Regions from separate parts of the Mus musculus genome. Here region 2 is linked to region 1. Evidence: chromatin contacts called from public HiChIP or PLAC-seq data. All regions are on one chromosome and are shown on one strand. Each heading gives the region's core, a stretch centred on a gene start, on an enhancer-like site or on the middle of the called end of the contact. The rest is flanking DNA. Distances are from core to core; before and after follow the strand shown.

Evidence for each region. HiChIP or PLAC-seq counts read pairs in DNA pulled down with a chosen protein or histone mark.
Region 2: a contact with region 1 is called in an H3K27ac HiChIP or PLAC-seq map of bone marrow-derived dendritic cells, with 5 times the contacts expected there. The contact joins the promoter of Ngp here to the promoter of Gnai2 in region 1.

The regions. Positions count from the first base shown.
Region 1 is chr9:107,632,825-107,639,281 of GRCm38.p6, forward strand. It overlaps Gnai2 (guanine nucleotide binding protein (G protein), alpha inhibiting 2), which reads right to left and starts at 2,519. Exons shown (of 9, transcript NM_008138.5): 1 at 2,276-2,519. The coding sequence starts at 2,393.
Region 2 is chr9:110,417,443-110,423,899 of GRCm38.p6, forward strand. Ngp (neutrophilic granule protein) reads left to right here and starts at 2,366. Exons shown (of 4, transcript NM_008694.2): 1 at 2,366-2,596; 2 at 3,371-3,472; 3 at 4,254-4,340; 4 at 4,830-5,570. The coding sequence starts at 2,420. The coding sequence ends at 4,967.

The sequences.
Region 1 (6,457 bases), core at 1,269-3,768:
CTCAAGTCAAGATCCCTTCCCAGGTAGCAGTGACAGACTGGTCATGAAGACTGGGTTGTCCATTTCAGACAGAGCTCTGAGCCCTTGGCTGCACACCCTTTGCAGGGTCTTAGTCTCACCGCGGGTACTCCGCTGACACAAGGCAGGAATTCCATTTTAGAGGAAGAAAAGGCCAGAGGGACAGGATCCTGGGATGGACTGTTGTGTGAGAAAGTGCTAAGCCAGACCCTATATCACTGGCTACTGCCAGCCTAGGGTAGGAAAGGATACCAGGTATCGCCTAGCCGGGCCCAAAAGCTGAGCTGAGCTCTAAGGGACAAGCCTGTCTGCATAGAGGAAACCGTGTGTTACAGAACAGGCCAGGCGTCCTGTGCAGCCCCCTTCCCCCTGCTCTCTGGTCCAGATCCACATCTCCTTGGCCACCACAATAACTGCCAATAAACCTGGGAGGGGTTGGTAAGGGGCTCCGGGCTGGGCACTGGGAGGTAGCGGTCCCGGAAGTGCCCTCCCTAGGCCCAGCAGCAACGGACATTCCGCCGCTGCCGCTGCCGCCGCCGCGTCGACACCCACTCACTGCTCGCCGCACTCGCAGCAGAGACAGGAAGAGGCAAGCGCCCAACGCAAAGCAGCCCAGGAGGCTGGGCCGCCGCCCCTTCCCGCCCCTTCTCTTCCTCCCCGCGGCAGCAGTGGAGCGGATGCCATTTTGAAACCTCCGGGGCTGTGCCCCCAGGCCGGGTCCGCCGGGACAGTCAACAGATGGATCCATAAAGACGTACATGTTTCTCGGCCACAGGCCTGGCCAAAAAATAAAAAATAAAAAAAGCCAGGCTTTTCACAGCATGCAGGCCCCCAAGGCGGCCCTGGGGCTGAGGGGCCACACCCCCCCACATACTATCCAGCCGATTACGCTGCTGCGCGGCTTCTGCTGCTGCTAGGGCCTTGCTCCCCACAATCCAGAGGAACTGGTCTTCTCAAGTCAGGCTTCCACAGGGAGCCACTCTGACGACCGGTGTGGGTCTGGACACAAGCATCAGGCCCACTGCCTCTGCCAAAGCCTAGCTGGGATGCTTGAGCGCACACGGGGCTACAGGCAGCAGACTCCTTACCAGCCCCTCATTCAGCTTGCCCACCACCCCCACATCACAGTATTCCTCTGGGGAACCAACAGGTCTACTCAGTATCCTAGGCCATATCCCTGGCGTTCCAGCCCCGAGTGTGAGAAGCCCAGCAGCCGTCAGCAGATCTCTCCAGGCCGGCACACAGGGGCAGCAATATGTCGGTTGGTTCACTACTTCCACTTCCCCCCCATCCCAGCAGCCACCATCTTCCTTGGCCTTGGAAGTGACAACAACCCTAACTCCTCCATGTTCCCTCCTATTGCCCAGACTCCCCTGGCCCTGGCCCAGACAAGCCTTGGATCCCAGGGAATGGAACTTCCCGCAAATGCTAGAGGCCTGGCCCCTGTTTCCCAGTGTGACTCTCAGAGTCAGACCAACCTCTTGCAAAGGGTCTGCCCAGCTCAGCCTAGGCCCACCCCAGCCCCTGGTGCCCCTCCTCCTATCAACAAGGCCCACCTGGGGCAGGAGGGCGCAGAAGCAAGGGAACGGCAGAGTGTGAGAAAAGCCTTAAAAGAGGGGCAGATGATTTGGGGGTTGATACCTGCAGAGAGAGGGAGGGAGAGAGACAGAGAGAGAGAGAGAGACACACACACACAGAGAGAAAGAGAGATCTGGTGACCTGGAACAGAGGCCCTGCGGGGAATCCTGCTACAGAGAACTTGAGAGTAGTCAGTTTCCCTCTTAAAGAGGTTCTTGAAGGGTCAGAGTGCAAAGAGGGAGAATACAGATCCCAGAGTAAGGAAAAGAGGGAGTGGGTCGAGGCTTGACCAGGGTCCCAAGGAATGCTCGTGCCAAGAGAAATAGAACAGGTGGGGCTTGAAGGTGGGAGCCGGCAGGGTGCTGAGGGTTTAAGAAAAGCCTGAGAAAGTGCGGAAATACACGGCAGGGTCTGAGTTCTCTTGAGACTGGATAACAAGGGGGGGGGGAGATAGTCATACAAGGTTTGGTGTGTGGGATCTGGGATGAGTTGAGGGTCTGAATGAAGTCTGGACTAGGATTATAAATCTAGACCAATCCAGAGTTTCGGATCTTAAAAGGGTGGCTCCTACTGGTTTCAAGCGCAGGTGTAGGGTGCAAGGCCAGGCTGAGCAGTTTCAGGTCCTTGTCTGGGGATTAGCGTAGAGAGTCAAGGGTCCCAGAACGGGGCGCTGCCTCACCTAACAGAAGCAACTTCACCTCCCGCGCCGCCTTCTCGCCGTCCTCCCGCAGGTTCTTGTCGATCATTTTAGAGCGCTCGGCTGCCGCCTTGTCCTCGGCGCTCACGGTGCAGCCCATCCTGCCGTCCGCCGGCCCGGCCTGGCCCCCACACGGCCCACGGCCCGGCTCGGCCCCGCCCGACCCACTCCGCTCCCACCGCCGGCCCTCTGCGGGAAGCTCTCAGGTCCGCAGTTCCGAGCGACTGCGGGAGGCGCCTTCCCGGCCGCCGCGCACCGACGGCGGGGCGGGCCAGGGGTGGGGCCCGGGCGAACCAAGCCCGCGACTGGGCCGGGGCGGGTCTGGAGGAGGGGCCGAAGGAAATTTAGGGATGGTGATTGGTTGGAGGGCGGAGCCAAGGGAGAAGTTAGGCTCAGTCCAGCCTTAGGCGCAAGCTGAGAGCGGGGCCGCAACGAGGGAAGACACCAAGGGTAGAGCTAACACAGGCTTAGGCCTCTGGGCGGGCTGCAGGAGGAGCTAGTCTCCGATTGGATGCTGAGAGCCTGAGGCTCTGTTTCTGGACTGTAGGACTAGTTGATCTAGTAGCCCAAGGGTCAGGACTACCTGCCCTCGCCACAGGCCAAATAGAAACCAGGACTCTGAGCATTTGTGAATTATGAGAGTAAGATGGAGGAGGTGTGTCTTCTTCACTTGCTAAAACTGAGCCTATAAACTTATTTGGAGATCTACTAAACTCTGCGGAGGGTCACATGATCTCTTTCTGGACCTCGATTTTCTTTAAAGCAGCGCCCCCTCCTCTTCTGTGTAGGTTGCACCACATTAAAAACAAAAAGAGTTCACTGCCGCCTTTACACCTTTGAGTGGACTATCTTCTGTCATCTAAACGTCGTCCTTTTGCCTGATAGGTTGGGAACCTTTCTCCTGCAGGCAGCAATCCGGGGCTTCAACCAGAGACCAATGAGACTGGACTCTAGGAGAGATAGACAAGAGAGAGTTGTCATTGGACTTAAGGAAACAAACGTTGCCATGATCCTATAATCTGTTCCTTCCATCCTCTGTCAGCTTCTAGAGGCTTCTTCAGTTCCATGTCTCTTCTGGGTAGTGGCTGTGATCCTGTGGCTGTGCAAAGGTGGAAGTGGAGCTATTTCCAATCTTTGTGATCTGCTTTTTAAGAGGGGCCTATGACCCACCAACTTTGATTGGACGATTGAAGTGTGCAAGGTGTTCTGAGTGGCCCCAGACTAAAGCCAGAGAAGGACACTGCCATTAAGAGTTGGTCACAGGGCTGGAGAGATGACTCAGCGGTTAAGAGTGCCGACTGCTCTTCTGGAGATCCTGAGTTCAAATCCCAGTACCCACATGGTGGCTCACAACCATCCTTAATGAGATCTGACACCTTCTTCTGGTGTGTCTGAAGACAGCTACAGTGTACTTACATGTAATAATAAATAAATGGGGGGCGGGAGGGATGGCTCAGCGGTTAAGAGCATTGACTGCTCTTCCGCAGGTCCCGAGTTCAAATCCCAGCAACCACATGGTGGCTCACAACCATCTATAATGAGATCTGAGACCCTCTTCTGGGGTGTCTGAAGACAGCTACAGTGTACTTACATATAATAATAAATAAATGTTTAAAAAAAAAAGAGTTGGACACAGCCTCCTGTGAGAACAGCACTACCTGGACAAAGCGCGTGTTCCAGCTTCTACCCTCCAACTTGCTGGCTTGCTCTGGAGTGTCCGTGTGTCTCAATCATCAGAATGTCTTCCCTGTGGAGGTGTCATTAGCCTGTAATCATCCAGTGGTTCCCTCGGGGAACCTACCTGAAGCCTAAGCGGGCCCTGCCCTAGGCATGCAAGAAATAGGATAAGAACACATACTGCTACCTGTGGACAGTGCTGTTCTCTATCTATCTATCTATCTATCTATCTATCTATCTATCTATCTATCTATCTATCTATCTATCCACTTGTAGGACTTACCTCCAACGTGACAGATTCACAGAACACACCATGGACATGAGCACACACAGCCGAGCACAGTCTACTACACGCTGAAGACAGACAGATCCCTCTTCCAGCCAGCCCCTTCCCCCTCGGCCCAGCCCTGTGCTTTAGAGCTTTGCTCCTCTGGCCTCCCTAGTCTGCTCCTAGCAACAGCCAACAGCTCTCTCAGTTGCCAGGCAACGAGCGAACCTGTCAGCCCCTTGGAGGCCCCACTCTAGGGAGGTGGGCAGCATCCAGACCCCAGTCAATGGAGGAAGAGCAAGAATGCATTGCCTTCCCCAGGCCTGAGCTAGATCCTGTAGCCCTTGCTCCCTTCCTCGCAGCCAGCCCTGCCTTCCCAGTTCCATATTCTTCCTAGGGAGTCTGGCAACTCCGACTTCCAAGGCTTTGGCTGCTCTTTCTTTTTCATTTCCATGTGAGTCCCCAGGGATATGGCAAGGCCTCTGTCACTCCAGTCACCCTCAGTTCCCTCCATTCTACCCTCAGTTCCCGTCCATTCTGAACTACTCGCATGGTTATCTCCTCTGATTTCTTCCTGTCTGTTAGCCTCTCCCAGATACCTCAGACTCCCTCAAATCCATGGTGCCCAGAACTGAGTCTATCCTGCCCTACTGGTACCCATTCCTGGGCAGTCACTTCATGGTCCTTCCCACTAGCCAGAGCTAGCACTTCACACCCACCAAATATGCCACTGTTAGGATGACTGAGAGAAAGCGTGTCACTTCCATTCTACAAACCTCTGGCTCCCTGAGGATAAAAACCTTGCAAAAGGCTGCTTTAAACTTCGTTAGAAGTCAGAGGAGTAGTGGTGGATACCTTCAATCTCAGCACTCAGGAGGCAGAGGCAGATGGATCTCTGTGTGTTCAAGGCCAGCCTGATCGACAAAAAAAGAGTTCCAGGTCAGCCAGGGATACATAGAGAGACTCTGTCTCAAACAAACAAACAAACTTTGCTGGAGGTAGAGCAGTTGTTGCCTGAAAGAACTCTGGGGTGCTTCTGACTGTGTCTTACTTGAGACAAGTGCCAGATGGCTTCTATACCCTGGCTTCCTTACCTGCAAAGCGGGTCTATTCTCAATGCACAGGACCAAGGAATGTGGGTAAATTGTTAAAATAGTGATTTTTTTTTTTAAGACTCAAAGGACAACTTCAAATTCTCTATGTTAATCAGGCCGACCTGGGTATGTGCACGCCTTCAGTCCCAGTACTGAGGAGGCAGAGGCAGGCAGATCTCTGAGTTTTGGGCCAGCCTGATCTACATAGTAGTTCCAGGACAGCCAGGGCTGTTACACAGAAAAACCCTGTCTCATCATCATCATCATCATCATCATCATAATAATAATAGTAATAAATTGTTGGGATTTAGACCCTGTACAAACAGCTGAGGGGCATATTTTTACCTATATTTTACCTACCAAGGTAGACCTGGCCTCCAGGTTCTCCCAGCATCCCAAAGTCCTTACCTGTTACAGGCCATACCCCACCCTCTGCTCTGAACTTTCCAGCCCCTAGGAAGCTCTTTTGTATATAATCCAGACATCTTAGTCTCTTCCCTCACCCCTGCATTTTCTCTCCCTCCTCCCCTCTGTCTCCTTCCCCATCGTCACTTGGGACCAGTGACCATGAGAATGGGTTTCCAATAAACTGCTTCTATGTACTCTAATTCGGCTTGACTTGGCTCATTTCACTGGCAGAGAAATAAAATAATAATAATAATAACAATAATAATAATAATAATGATGATGATGATAAATCAGGCTTACCTTAGGCTGACCTTGTGGCAATCCTCCTGCTTCCAGCTACTCTGTGTGTGTGTGTGTGTGTGTGTGTGTGTGTGTGTGTGTATGTGTGTGTGTGTGTGTGTGTGTGTGTGTGTGTGTGTGTGTGTGTATACAACACTGAGATGGTATTTCAGGATCAAGGCGGGGTCTGTCCACCCTGGGATTATAGGAATGGGCCACTAAAACAGCACCCTTGCCTGACTACTTCATCCTCTGTCCTGTTAACCACCACCACCATCCCCAACTGTTTTCTTGGTCTCCTGGCCTGTGGACTAGGTCTCTCTGGCATTCACTGCCCCTTCTCACGGGAGTGAGTCTGGTGGTAGATTTCGGCAACCCAGGTTCCTGCTTCCAGGTTGTACATGGACGGTCAAGATGGGGTAAGTTAATGAATTACCC
Region 2 (6,457 bases), core at 1,116-3,615, 2.8 Mb after region 1:
TACAGATTTGGATGAGCATTTTGCTAAAAGACAGACAGATAGACACTAAGCACATAAAACATGCTAAAAATAATTAGCCATTAGTAAAATGTGATTTAAAACCACAATAAAATAACATCCCATCACCAATGCTGCACTCAAGCAGCTAAGGCAAGAAGTTTTTGAATTTGAGGTCAAAATAACCTTTTGAAACGGAGGTAGGGTTGCAAGATAGTTAGTATTCGTTTTGAAACAAAGAGATAGTTGCCTTTTTCCTGGACCAGGAAGTGCAGAACCATTTATAGTTAAGGTTACAGACATTTAATCCTAAGCAGGACTGGGCCTAGCTTGTCTTTACTATAAGATGGCTTCTAAGCCTAAGATGGAGGCAGGCTGGTTTGTCACCTGATAACAATGGCTCCTTAGCCATGGGATGGCGGGGAAGCTAACAGCCATTTCCACTAGCAGAAAGGTGGGGCCTTTTTGGTCCTCTCTGAAGATGCTTCCCGGGACGACCTATACCCACTAACAGGAATTTTTGTCCCTTTGCACAGTGAGCTGCTGGGGGCAAAACACAGTGAGGATGCTAATGTCAGCTCTGTGAGGGGCTGGAGGGCCATGGATTGTCAGGTCTTAATTTTTCAAAGTTTTATCCTTGATCTTATCCAAAAGGCTAAGGATGACTGACAAAGAGATGGCCAGTGGGTAAAAGGTATTTGCTTTGTAAGCCTGATGTCCTGATGTTTATCCTGGGACCCACGTGGAAGAGAGAACTGTTAGGGACCAGGTGCTCCCCCAGCCCGCCTTCGGTGACATTCAGCTCTGGCAGCTATGGCATCACCAGTCTGCAAACGCAACACGTTTCTACTGTTACCAGGAGTTGGGTACCCTTTATAAAGTCCCTGACATAAAGGCCTGCGCTTCTCCTTCCTCTCCTATTCCTTCCTCCCCTCCCTCTTCTCTCTATTCTGCCTGCTCAGTAGACCCCTCCCAAATAGATCTGGATTCCATACTTGTGTCATGGCTATGTGTGCATGTACATATACTAAATAATAAAATATAATAAATAAATATTTTATTTCATTTTAATTATTTATTAAGACAGGGACTCACTATGTAGTCTTCCTGGAACTCCTTATATAGACCAGGCTGGTCTTGAACTCACAGAGACCTTCTGTAAATAAGCCCCTTGAGGTGCAAGTAGCCAGACTTCCAGCCCCTTGAGATGAAGGTGGCCAAGCTCTACCTTACAGGGAAAAAAAAAAAAAAAAAGCCCAAGACCAGGCCATAGAATCCCACCAATGCCTGAGCTTGCCCAAGATGAAGTCATAAAATCCCACCAATCCCAGGCCACCCTGGAAAGCTCCCCCTACCCCTTGCTCAGCTCTTTGAAGCTTCTTCCCTCCCTCCCAGCAGAGGCAGCCATTTTTCTTGTGTCTTTCCCAATAAATCTCTTGTGTGATGATTTATGCAGTGTTCCTTGGTTGGCTCCCTATGGCTATGATCCCTTTTCCTCAGAGCTGTAATGCTTATACCCTCCTGCCTCTGCCGACCAAGTGCTGGAATTGAAGGTGTGCACTACCATACCACACTTTTATTTTTTAAAGACTGGGTCTTACTATGTAGCTCTGGCTGGCTTGAGACTCATTATGAAAACCAGTCTGGCCTTGAACTCACGGAGATCCACCCGGCTGTGTCTCCCAAATACTGGGTTTAAAGATGTGTGCCACCATGCCCAGTCCATAAGCAAAATTTAAAAGTCAAGATGTGGTGACACTCAGTGTTTTAAAAGTTCATGTATTTTTGGTTTGTTTTTGTTTTTTTTGAGACAGGGTTTCTCTGTGTAGCCCTGGCTGTCCTGGAACTCACTTTGTAGAACAGGCTGGCCTCGAACTCAGAAATCCACCTGCCTCTGCCTCCCAAGTGCTGGGATTAAAGGCGTGCGCCACCACTGCCTGGCTAAGTTCATGTATTTTAAAAATGTAGTTAACACTGTGGGTAGCGCCTTGAGTGTGGCTTCACAGCATCTCTTTATGAACCTGGGTGATGAGCTCACACGTGGAGTCCGTGGGTTCTGGGCAGCTATTTTCGGGATCAAAGCAGAAGAGCCAGGTAGACCGAAGAGCTGTGAACGGGCAGGTCTGGAGAGGGTCGACAGGGACACTGAGGCCCAGAGTGAACAGGCAGGCCCAGCCTGCCCACAAGTCTCTTGCTCCTAGCTTAGGACTCACGTTGATGTCCTGGTTTATTGCCCAAACCTCCTTGCCTTTCTTGGCCAACAGTGTTTCATAACATTGGCTAATATTTGATCTCTAGCCAAGGAAAGGAGGGGTCCTCTTTCTAGAGACACCAGACCTTTATGTCACCGGCAGTTCTTGGGCAAGGCAGTCTCAATATCATCTACATAAAAGGGGCCAAGAGTGGTAGTGTGTCAGAGACAATGGCAGGGCTGTGGAAGACCTTTGTATTGGTGGTGGCCTTGGCTGTGGTCTCCTGTGAGGCCCTTCGACAACTAAGATATGAGGAGATTGTTGATAGAGCCATAGAGGCATACAACCAAGGGCGGCAAGGAAGACCCCTCTTCCGCCTGCTAAGTGCCACTCCGCCTTCTAGTCAGGTGAGTATCTGCCATTCCAATCTGGAAAACAGGCAGTGCACGTTTCTCTTACCCGGGTGCTGGGGAAGTAGCTCAGTTGGTTGAGTGTCTGCCTTGCATGCAAGAAAGCCTGAATTTGAATCCTAGCACTCCACAGACGGATGCAGGAGGATGGGAAGTTCAGGGTTAGTCTCAGCTAGGTAATGAATTCTAGGCCAGCCACTTCTATTCACAGATAGGACATGTCTATACTCTCAGCCAGTCTCCTGGCATGAGACATGAAGAGAAGGGACAAAAATCTTGTTCCTATTTTATATAAGAGGATACTGAAGGGCAATCACAAGAGTGTCACATAACTGTTGGTGGGAAAGAGCACATTTTTTTTTAGACAGAATGTCATGTAGCCCAGGCTACATGGAACTTGCTATGTAGCTAAGGATGGCCTTGAACTCCTGATTCTCCTGCCTCCACCTCCTGACAGGTTTGTGCCACCATGCCTGGTTGAACCCTTTATTTATGTCACCCTAACTGACTTGGAACTTGCTATGTAGATCAGACTGGCCTTGAACTCACAGAGATCCACCTGCCCCAGTCTCTTAGTACAGAGATTCAGGCATATACCACCACTGACTTTACCCTGTAGGTCTCCATTATGGCCATTTAATAAGTCCCAGATATTGGTGGACAGGACAGACTTGGACTAGACTGATGCAGGCAATATCATGTGGCCCCTCTGTGCTTTGTTCCCTAACCTGTAGAAGAGAGATGTTCATGAGTTCTCTGTTGCTTCTTTAGAATCCTGCTACCAATATCCCACTCCAGTTCAGGATTAAAGAGACAGAGTGTACTTCCACCCAGGAGAGACAGCCTAAAGACTGCGACTTCCTGGAGGATGGGGTGAGTCACCTTCTTCCAGATCCTAGACTGCCTCCTGGAGGAAGAGAAGTCCCCTCCTCTCTTGCCTTCTTTCATGTCACCTGACCACTTCACCAGCAGTTGTAATGTTGAAGCCTTTTTCAAAATCAGATTTTTGGGCCCTGAGATGGTTTGGTGGTTTGAAGGGACCCTGGGACCCACATGGTGGAGAGATCTGACTTCCACAGCTGTTCTCTAACTTCTGTAGACATTACTCTCACACAACCCAAGTAATCAAAGGAAAAAAAAAAAGATTCTCTTTAATACCCTTTCTTACTATAAATTATTGCAATATCTCACTACAACAGCATCATGTGGCTCAGTGATAGAGTCTTATTTAGCATGTACCTGGTGCCACCAACAAAAAAAAAAAAAAAAAAAAAAAAGAAGAAAAAGAAAAAGAAAAAAAGAAGATGATGCTGTTTAAAGACAGAACCAGAAAATTTTTAAAATGTTCTTTTTACCATTCACATTTAAAGTAGTGGTTAAATTTACTGACTCATGACCCAGGAACAGGCATTGCCTGTTGACATGGCTTCACCCACCATCTTCAATAGACATGGTTTTCTTTGGGAACGATAACTTATGGTTACCTCTCCTGTAATCATCTATGTGCATGTCCTGCCGTTTATATTAATGGGTGTGCATCTGTTCCTCCCAGCCACTCTTTTCTGGGTCTGCCTTGCATCTCTGGTTTGAGGATAGTCCCTCTTTCCAGAAATGTGGGAAGGTGCCTCTAGCTCTTGCCCCCACTCACCTACAGGAGGAGAGAAATTGCACAGGGAAATTCTTCAGAAGGCGGCAGTCAACCTCCCTGACCTTGACCTGCGACAGGGATTGCAGTCGAGAGGTGAGTAGCTTTACTGCCCCATGTCCACTCCAGGCCTCTCACCACAGAGGCCGGATCCTGAGGTTAGACATCCCCTCGTGCTGGGCTCTCTCCTGGGCTCTGGGAGACACTGAGTTGCTGTGTGTGTGCTGCATACACAGGGTCTTCATCTGAAAAACCAAGCCTTTCAAAAAGTGTGGCATGTCCTTTGTCAGTATGGCTTAGATCTTCCCACTGTTAGGGGAGTGGGGAACTTGGAAGAGTTCTAGAGGAGACTCTGGGGCTTGGGAACATCACATGACAGCCTATGGAAGCCTACCTCCCCCCAATTCAGATCTGCTCAAGCCCTCTGGCCGCCTGTGGATGGAGGTCAGTCCTCCGTGACTCATCATGCCCTTGTAGCTGATACCTCTGTTGCCTCACCCTCTTCTTGAGGGGAAGACCACAGGCGGGTTGGGAAAGGACTCTCTCTGCTGTGATGGTGGTGACTGTACAGCATCTTTCCCATAGGATACCCAAGAAACCAGTTTTAATGATAAGCAAGACGTCTCTGAAAAGGAAAAGTTCGAAGATGTGCCCCCTCACATCAGGAACATTTATGAAGATGCCAAGTATGATATCATCGGCAACATCCTGAAAAATTTCTAGGGCTGGAAAGAGGAGGGAGGTGCTCCCTGCATACTATGACCTCCTCTTTACCTCCACTACCCATCTCCCCCTGCTGCATTCAGGATCTGCCCCTCCTTCCTGCCCTTCCCAGGAACACCCCCTCTAGAGTAGCTCTAGCTCCTAAAACATCCATACCTTTGTCCATTTGCTTCCTTCTGCTGGGCCTTCCTGCCTTACCCTCTATCTGAAACCCTTATTGATTCTTCAAGGCCCAAGTTCAAAAGTCCCCTCCAGCGGGAAGCCTCCTCATTCTCCCAGAGCCAAAGTCCTGCCCACATCAGTTCACTCATAATCTTCAAACCACATTGGTATTACCTGCTGTGTCCCCAGCCAGACAACCCTGTATCTATTCACAGCTGGGCCTCCCGGGCCAGTTGCAGGTAGAATGAATATTTCAATGATGTGTCCCTGGAATCCTGGGAGGACAGAACCCTGTAGACTCCTGCTCTCTGCCTAGTCACTGTGACACCAAATGCCCCTTTACATACCCAGATCCCTTAATGGGGATGTGGCAGGTGGGTGTGGTCAGATCACCTTGTGAGGCCTATAAGAGAGGTTCAATAAAAATGCTTCTGAGATTAATGACGATGTGGCTGGATGATGCACAGGTCCTGGGATGGCTGAACTTGGCGTGAGGAGCCAGGTGTCAGGCTCTGGGTTAGGGGTGAGGAGATCTAGAGTCTGTGAGGCCAGAGAAGGGGGACCATAGAGAAGTAAGAGGCCAGCTAGATGGCTCAGTGGATAGGGGTGCTTGCTACCAAACTGGACAACCTGAAGACAATCCCAGGACTTACATGATGGAAAGAGAAAACTACTGAAGGTTGTTCTCTGACCTCTGCATATGTGCACGCACACACACATTCACACAAAATAAAAAATAAGAATGTTACATTCTTTCCCTAATTTTTAAAAGAGAGGAACTGGGTCTGGGGACAGAAGAGCCCAGGAAGGCAGAGTAGTCTGTCCCCAGTCTCTCTGGCTACCTTTAGTTCCTTGGCACAAAGTTCCAGTCAAGACTTTAAACTTTCACTTGGGTATTAAGAAGATCACCTCAATCATCACTATCTGAAGGTCACTGCTTGTGTGTGTGTATGTGTGTGTGTGTGTGTGTGTGTGTGTGTGCGTGTGTGTGTGTGCGTGTGACAGGCAGGGTCATGCTGGTGAGAGGCCAAACCTACTGTGTCTTGGGACTGGACTCCATCTTAAAAAAACAAACAAAAAGCCTGAGAACTTGACCTGTAGCTAAACCAAGTACCAGGAAGGACCCCATGGCTTGTCCTTGGCTCATATTCCAGAGTTACTCCCTAGCTACTTCCTAGTGACAGTCAAAGATTAGTCTGGTGGTCTCAGATGTACTTTCAGACTGTTTGTGATTGTGTAAGGTCTTGCTTCAGAGCACCCACCTGTCGGTGTACAATAGACATTCAGTTAGATGCTTGCCAGGCTGACCCCCCCCACCACTTGCTCCC